2 separate regions of the Mus musculus genome follow, and region 1 is linked to region 2. The links are chromatin contacts, called in public Hi-C maps. All regions are on one chromosome and are shown on one strand. Each heading gives the region's core, a stretch centred on a gene start, on an enhancer-like site or on the middle of the called end of the contact. The rest is flanking DNA. Distances are from core to core; before and after follow the strand shown.

What was found. Hi-C and Micro-C count contacts between places; a contact is called where the count stands out from the background.
Region 1: a contact with region 2 is called in a Hi-C map of bone marrow-derived macrophages, with 2.9 times the contacts expected there. The contact joins two enhancer-like sites. A contact is called at or near these places in 4 of 39 promoter capture datasets (the C10 cell line, embryonic stem cells, hippocampal neurons and 1 more), 7 of 15 datasets of contacts at CTCF or cohesin (the NIH/3T3 cell line, embryonic stem cells, large pre-B cells and 2 more), 159 of 484 Hi-C or Micro-C datasets (3T3-L1-derived adipocytes, 8-cell embryo, B cells and 74 more) and 19 of 115 datasets of contacts at active chromatin or transcription factors (the 230-238 cell line, DN3 thymocytes, astrocytes and 8 more).

Annotation. Positions count from the first base shown.
Region 1 is chr3:83,883,937-83,886,636 of GRCm38.p6, forward strand. No RefSeq gene overlaps it. Among named protein-coding and RNA genes, the nearest start is that of Tlr2, 44 kb to the left of the region's middle. Within about 2 kb of position 1,400, at least 49 of the 459 cell types and tissues checked have an H3K27ac peak or open chromatin away from gene starts, as enhancers often do. A contact at or near this core is called in bone marrow-derived macrophages, where this site is marked.
Region 2 is chr3:83,795,814-83,798,563 of GRCm38.p6, forward strand. It overlaps the pseudogene Gm7115. Among named protein-coding and RNA genes, the nearest start is that of Sfrp2, 31 kb to the left of the region's middle. Within about 2 kb of position 1,443, at least 29 of the 459 cell types and tissues checked have an H3K27ac peak or open chromatin away from gene starts, as enhancers often do. A contact at or near this core is called in bone marrow-derived macrophages, where this site is marked.

The sequences.
Region 1 (2,700 bases), core at 150-2,649, 88 kb after region 2:
CTATAGTGGCCAACTTCTATTTTCAAGCATCCTAGGATATATAGTCAAAAGGACAAAGGGACAAAAGATAGAAGGACTTGTAGTGATAGAACCTAGTGGGGAAACCCCCACTCAATTCCCGATTCGGCGTGCACCCAAAAAATCACGAAGGACCATCTTGATGTAATTACATGAGGTCATTTAATTATGGAGCTCCGGACCGACATGCATCCCACACAGGAGATAATGGATGTCAGCCACGAGGCTCAAAAGCTAGGGGTTTTTATGGGGTAAGGGGCTTAGGGGTGTGGAATTCAGCCTAGCAACACACTATTGGCTTATTCAAACATCAGCAGAAAAATTACATGTATGTGCAGGGTGTCAGAGTTCTGTGAGTTGTTGACTCAGTTTAGATAGCCCTGCTATGTCTTCACATTCCCCTTTATCTTATGGTCAAGATGTTCCAGGAATGTTTTAACTACAGGGCATACCCAGGTTTTTTGGTTTTTGTTTTTTTTTTCTTTTTTCTCAGCCCCAGGCAGCCTCTAAGCTCACAAACAACCAGCAATTTCTGAGTACTTTATATGACTTACAGGTCTTGAAATTTCATCTTTCTTTCAGTAGCTCAGCTGATACTAGCTGATGTGGCCTTTGAACTCAATTATGTGTCAATACATACTATTCAGCCATGGACTGCTCTAATGTATCATTATCATTATTATTATTATCATTGTATGTGCATTGTGCATGTATGTATGGTATGAAGTATGTATGTGTATGTGAATATGCACACACATAAGTAGAAGTTAGGTAACCATTTTCAGATGTCCTCTCCTTCCATGGGGGGCTCTGGGGATCAAACACAGGCCATCAGATTTATGCTGTAAGCTCTGTCTCTCACTGAGCCATCTTGCCTGCTTTTACCTGCTAAGCCATCTTGCTGGATGGTGGATAACACAAAGCTATAAGTCAGGAAAGAATTCAAGGAGCTTGTGTCAACCCAGCCTGAAGCAGATGACCAAGTGTGTGAGGATGCTGAACCTGCAGCCCCGAGCCTGTGCTGACTGAGGATCCGAAAGACTTTCCCAGACTCTGCATTTCTCACAGGACCGATATGAGGAGAACAACAATTGCAGAAAGAGGAGCATCTGACCAGAAGTGTTTTAACAGGGTAGGGCTGGCCATAGTTTATTCTCCGGGCAACAGAAGACACAGCAAGTCCCTGACAGGCTCATGTAAGGCCACTAGCTAAGCTGGGTTTACATCATAGCAAAGAACTCATGGTCACATTGTCACTGCAGGACTGTCCCCATGTCCTCAGTACTGTCCTGGTATTAGCCTGAGAGTCTGATAGGCTGAGACATGTGTAGCTGGTTACAGGGCAGTGTTGCTTCATCCTTTCTAATAGATTCTACAGTCAGCTTTCCAGACACGGGTGTGGCCTAAATGTGGGTTGAGCATTAGCTAAACTGAGGTTTAAATCCTCATCTGTGGTGTCTCTGACGTGCTGTGTGATTTCAGGGAAGTTGCTCAAGATTTCAAAACCCAGTGTGCAGCACACATGCCTGACAGCACCTACCCCCTCACCAGGCCCCCTCTTCCTCACTCCCCTTTATGCCATCAAGGTCTCCCTATTTTCCTTGCTTTCTCGTTTTGCACTTCTGTTGCTTGCTGTCAAAGAGACTCTCTCAGGTAGGGCCTTCCTCACCGTTCTTCTCTGCTTACCCGTTACACGCCAGAAAAGTCTCCTCTCCATGCTTCCAGATGTTCTTTGTCTATAAATAAATAAATAGACTAGAATTATTATCTTAATTGTACAAACATATGGAGCACAGTACAGCAACTGGATGCATCTATATAGTGCGTAATGATCAAATCAGCGTAGTTTCTGTCTCTTTTAGCATTTTAAAAATCATCTGATTGCTGTTTAATAATTCTATGTTTTTATAGGGCACAGCATGGTGTGTCCATGCATAAATGCTGTGTGTACTGATCCAATCTGTACCATTTCCATCTCATCTCTGTGCTTGGAGTCTTTCAGCTCATCCCTTCCAATTACCGTACAAGAGTTAGTAGGTTATTGTGAAGTGTAGTTCCCCACCCTCACCCTAGTACTGTGCCAGAACACCTAGAGCTTAATACTCCTCTAGTACTATGCAATCCCATCCACATGAAGATGAGCAGCAAAGCAATATCATGTCCCTTCTAAGACTGGGTTGCTTTAAATATATATATTGCCCCAGTACAGGAGAATGCCAGGGTCAAGAAGTGGGAGTGGGTGGGTGGGTAGGGGAGCAGGGCAGGGGGAGGGTATAGAGGACTTTCAGGATAGCATTTGAAATGTAAATGAAGAAAGTATCTAATAAAAAATTGAAAAATATATGTGTGTGTTTATATATTATATATGTCATATATCATATATTATATAATATATATCTTACTTATTCACTTCACATCCTGATTGCAGTCCCCCTCCCACCCTTACAAACCCCTCCCCAACCACACACTCCCTGTCCCCCTTGGGTTATCTAGGAGTACCCTACCCTGGGACATCTAGTCCCAGCAGGACTTAGAACAACCTCTCCCACTGAGGTGACTGGGTCACTTCTAGGAAAGGCCATGTCTTCCCTCCTTTGTTTCTTCTCCTCACTCTCCTCCTCTCTCCCCCTTCCCTCTTCTGTTGCTTGTGCTGACATCAGTCAGCTGCCCCAATAAAGAAAT
Region 2 (2,750 bases), core at 193-2,692:
CCACTTGGCACCAAACATGCTAACGTGAGTCTACAGAGACTCTCAGTCAAACCACCACACACAGGGACTGCTACTGAGAGTTTCTGTGTTCCTAGAACTTAGCACCTGAGCCCAGCTGCTGTGACCTCCCTCTAGGTCCCACCTATGGAAGCCCTGGGATAGATGCCAGTGTCAAGTGCTGCACTAACCACTTCCTGTTTCCTGGAATCATCCAGGAAGACATTGCACAAGCCTATCTGAGAAACTTAAGAGTCACCCAGAGCCTTGCTTTTTCTTCTCAGCGGATTCCTCATGCCTCTCACAGAATTGCACATTCAGACAGAGTCTGTTTGAGTTGGAAATCCTCGACTGAGCCATGTCAGAATTGCTTACACCTTTTGAAGAAAGTGTAACCTGGCTGGTACTGTGTCTGTATAACTAATGTTCTGTCGGCCTTCTCTTTGCCGTCGCTGGGGATTTTAGCTTTTGAACGGTATCTTTTAACACTGCTTAGCCTAGGAAAAGAGCTCATAAGGTTATGTTTTTCTATTGATCGGTTATAAGGTTTTAGTTAATTGAAGGCAGTCTTTGGTGGATCCTGTGCTGAGAATGTCTTGCTCAGCAGTTCAACTGCATGGATATGTGCTCTGCTCAGTTATGCCTCCTTACCTGGAAGCCAGAACAATACTCCAAACAAATACAACTTCTAGTCAGCTCTGGCTCTAAAGCCTTGAACTTGGAGCTGGTGTCTGATCACTGGCATCTGCCCAGACATTATCAACCAGATGGTTCTTAGGCATACTGGATTTACAAGCAATGTCCCTGAAGCTAAAGGGGCATTGCCCACGGGAGGCCACTCTACAATCTTGACTGATTTGCCAAAACAAAAGTACAGAATGGAGACACATCTGGTCTTCTGACCTAGGAAAACAATCCAATATTTATTAATAGTGACTCGATTGCTGGTGTCTTACTATATTTTCTGTTTGTTTGTTTTGTTTTTATTCTGTAAGCAAGTTATTTTATAATTACTTTCATCCTAAATGATTCCAGGGGTGGGACCGTGACTCTTCTTTTTTTATTATTATTTTCTAGTTTGTATTTCTCATGTAATGTTTTAAAATACATGTTGAGAAAATAAAGCGATTTTAATGTGTCCTTTTATGTTCTCCAGCTCTGAAGCTTTCTGCAGATGATGCATGGAAGTAAGTTATTAGTATTTTTATTGCTGTTTTTATTAACAACAAGATTCTCTTCTTAACAGTTTGAGAGACTAAATGGAGTCATCGTTGTATTTGTAAATGTCCTAAGATGGAGAGGGGGTAAGATAGCATTGCCTGTGTAACGCTGATACTTTAGACCCAGAGAGTGTGGATTTTATGTTCCCTCTGCTGTGATCTGTGCTGTACCAAGTTAGATTTGTGTCTTCTTAGAAATGTGGCACGATGAAGTTCCCGTTTATTTTAGGCACATGAGACATATGGTTTTCTTTAACTGCTGTTTTCTCTGTGTTTGGGGACCCACAGTGGGGCCATTGGGTATTGCGAGCACCACATGAAAGAAATAAAAACGAAAGCACCTCCCTTCTTGCATTATAGTAATCAATTATGGATGTATTCCTATTCAAAGTAGGAGATACTTACTACATGCGTATACTAATTTATGCTCTTCAATATAGGTTCAGCCACTTGAGATGGATTTCATGTATATGAGCATGTGTGGCGGGATGTGTATGTGCATGTGTGCACACACACACAAGTATACACACAATGGATTACTATCATGAGGCAGATGTGGTTTTCTATCTATGGAAATCCCATTTTTAGATTGATGATGAATCCACATGTCCACCCACCCGGACTGTGTGGAAAATCCACTCATTTCACAGAATATGTAATGCTCATTTTGGATTTAGGTCTGTAAAAGGCATGAGTTCTTAGAATCTGTCCTTTCTTTTTCTTTGCTTCCATTTCTTACAGGGAGTGAGTGAGAGTATTTCTTACAGGCTTTTAAAAATAGTTCCCGCCTTCTGAGATCAGCTTCCCACAGACCCACTGACCTTACATATGTAACTTCCCTGATTTGACTCCAGCATCTTCGCTTGATAAATGAAGGGTTCTAACTCATCCCGTCGTCCCTCTCTGCACTGCCGCCCTAGGTCCATCTCCAGGCAGGACTCCACGAGGCGTGACTATCTCAGAAAGCTCATTTCTCTGTCTTCTCCAGCAGGGGGCACCCCTGGGGTTTGGTTCGGGCCCTTTTCTGAAGTGCTGGCTCCTTCCAGGCCCTGTAGAAATGCTGGGAAAGGAGAGACCCTAAATGGCCAGCATATCCAACAAGACCCTTTGCGAGGTCACAGGCTTCTAACTGCAACACTAGCTAACTGCACTTGCACGTGGTAACCAGCCAGACGTGGAAAAGCATCTCCAGAAGAGCAGTGACTGAGGGTGCCCCCCCCCCCTTGTCTTGGAACTACACTTTCATCCTCTCTCCAGTTTGAATTGACTTTAGGTCTGACTCCTCCTCCTCCTCCTCCTCCTCCTCCTCCTCTTCCTCCTCCTCCTCCTCCTCCTCTTCCTCCTCCTCCTTCTCCTCTTCTTCCTCCTCCTCCTTCTTCTTCCCTCTTTTCTCCTTTCCTCTCTCCCTTCCCTTCTTCATCTCCTCTCCTCCCTCCTCTCCCCTCCACCTCCCTCCTGTTTCTCTCCCTTCCTTCCCCTCCTCTCCCTCTCTCCCACGTTGTGTCTCTCTGCCTCCCTCTCCCTCCTCTCTCC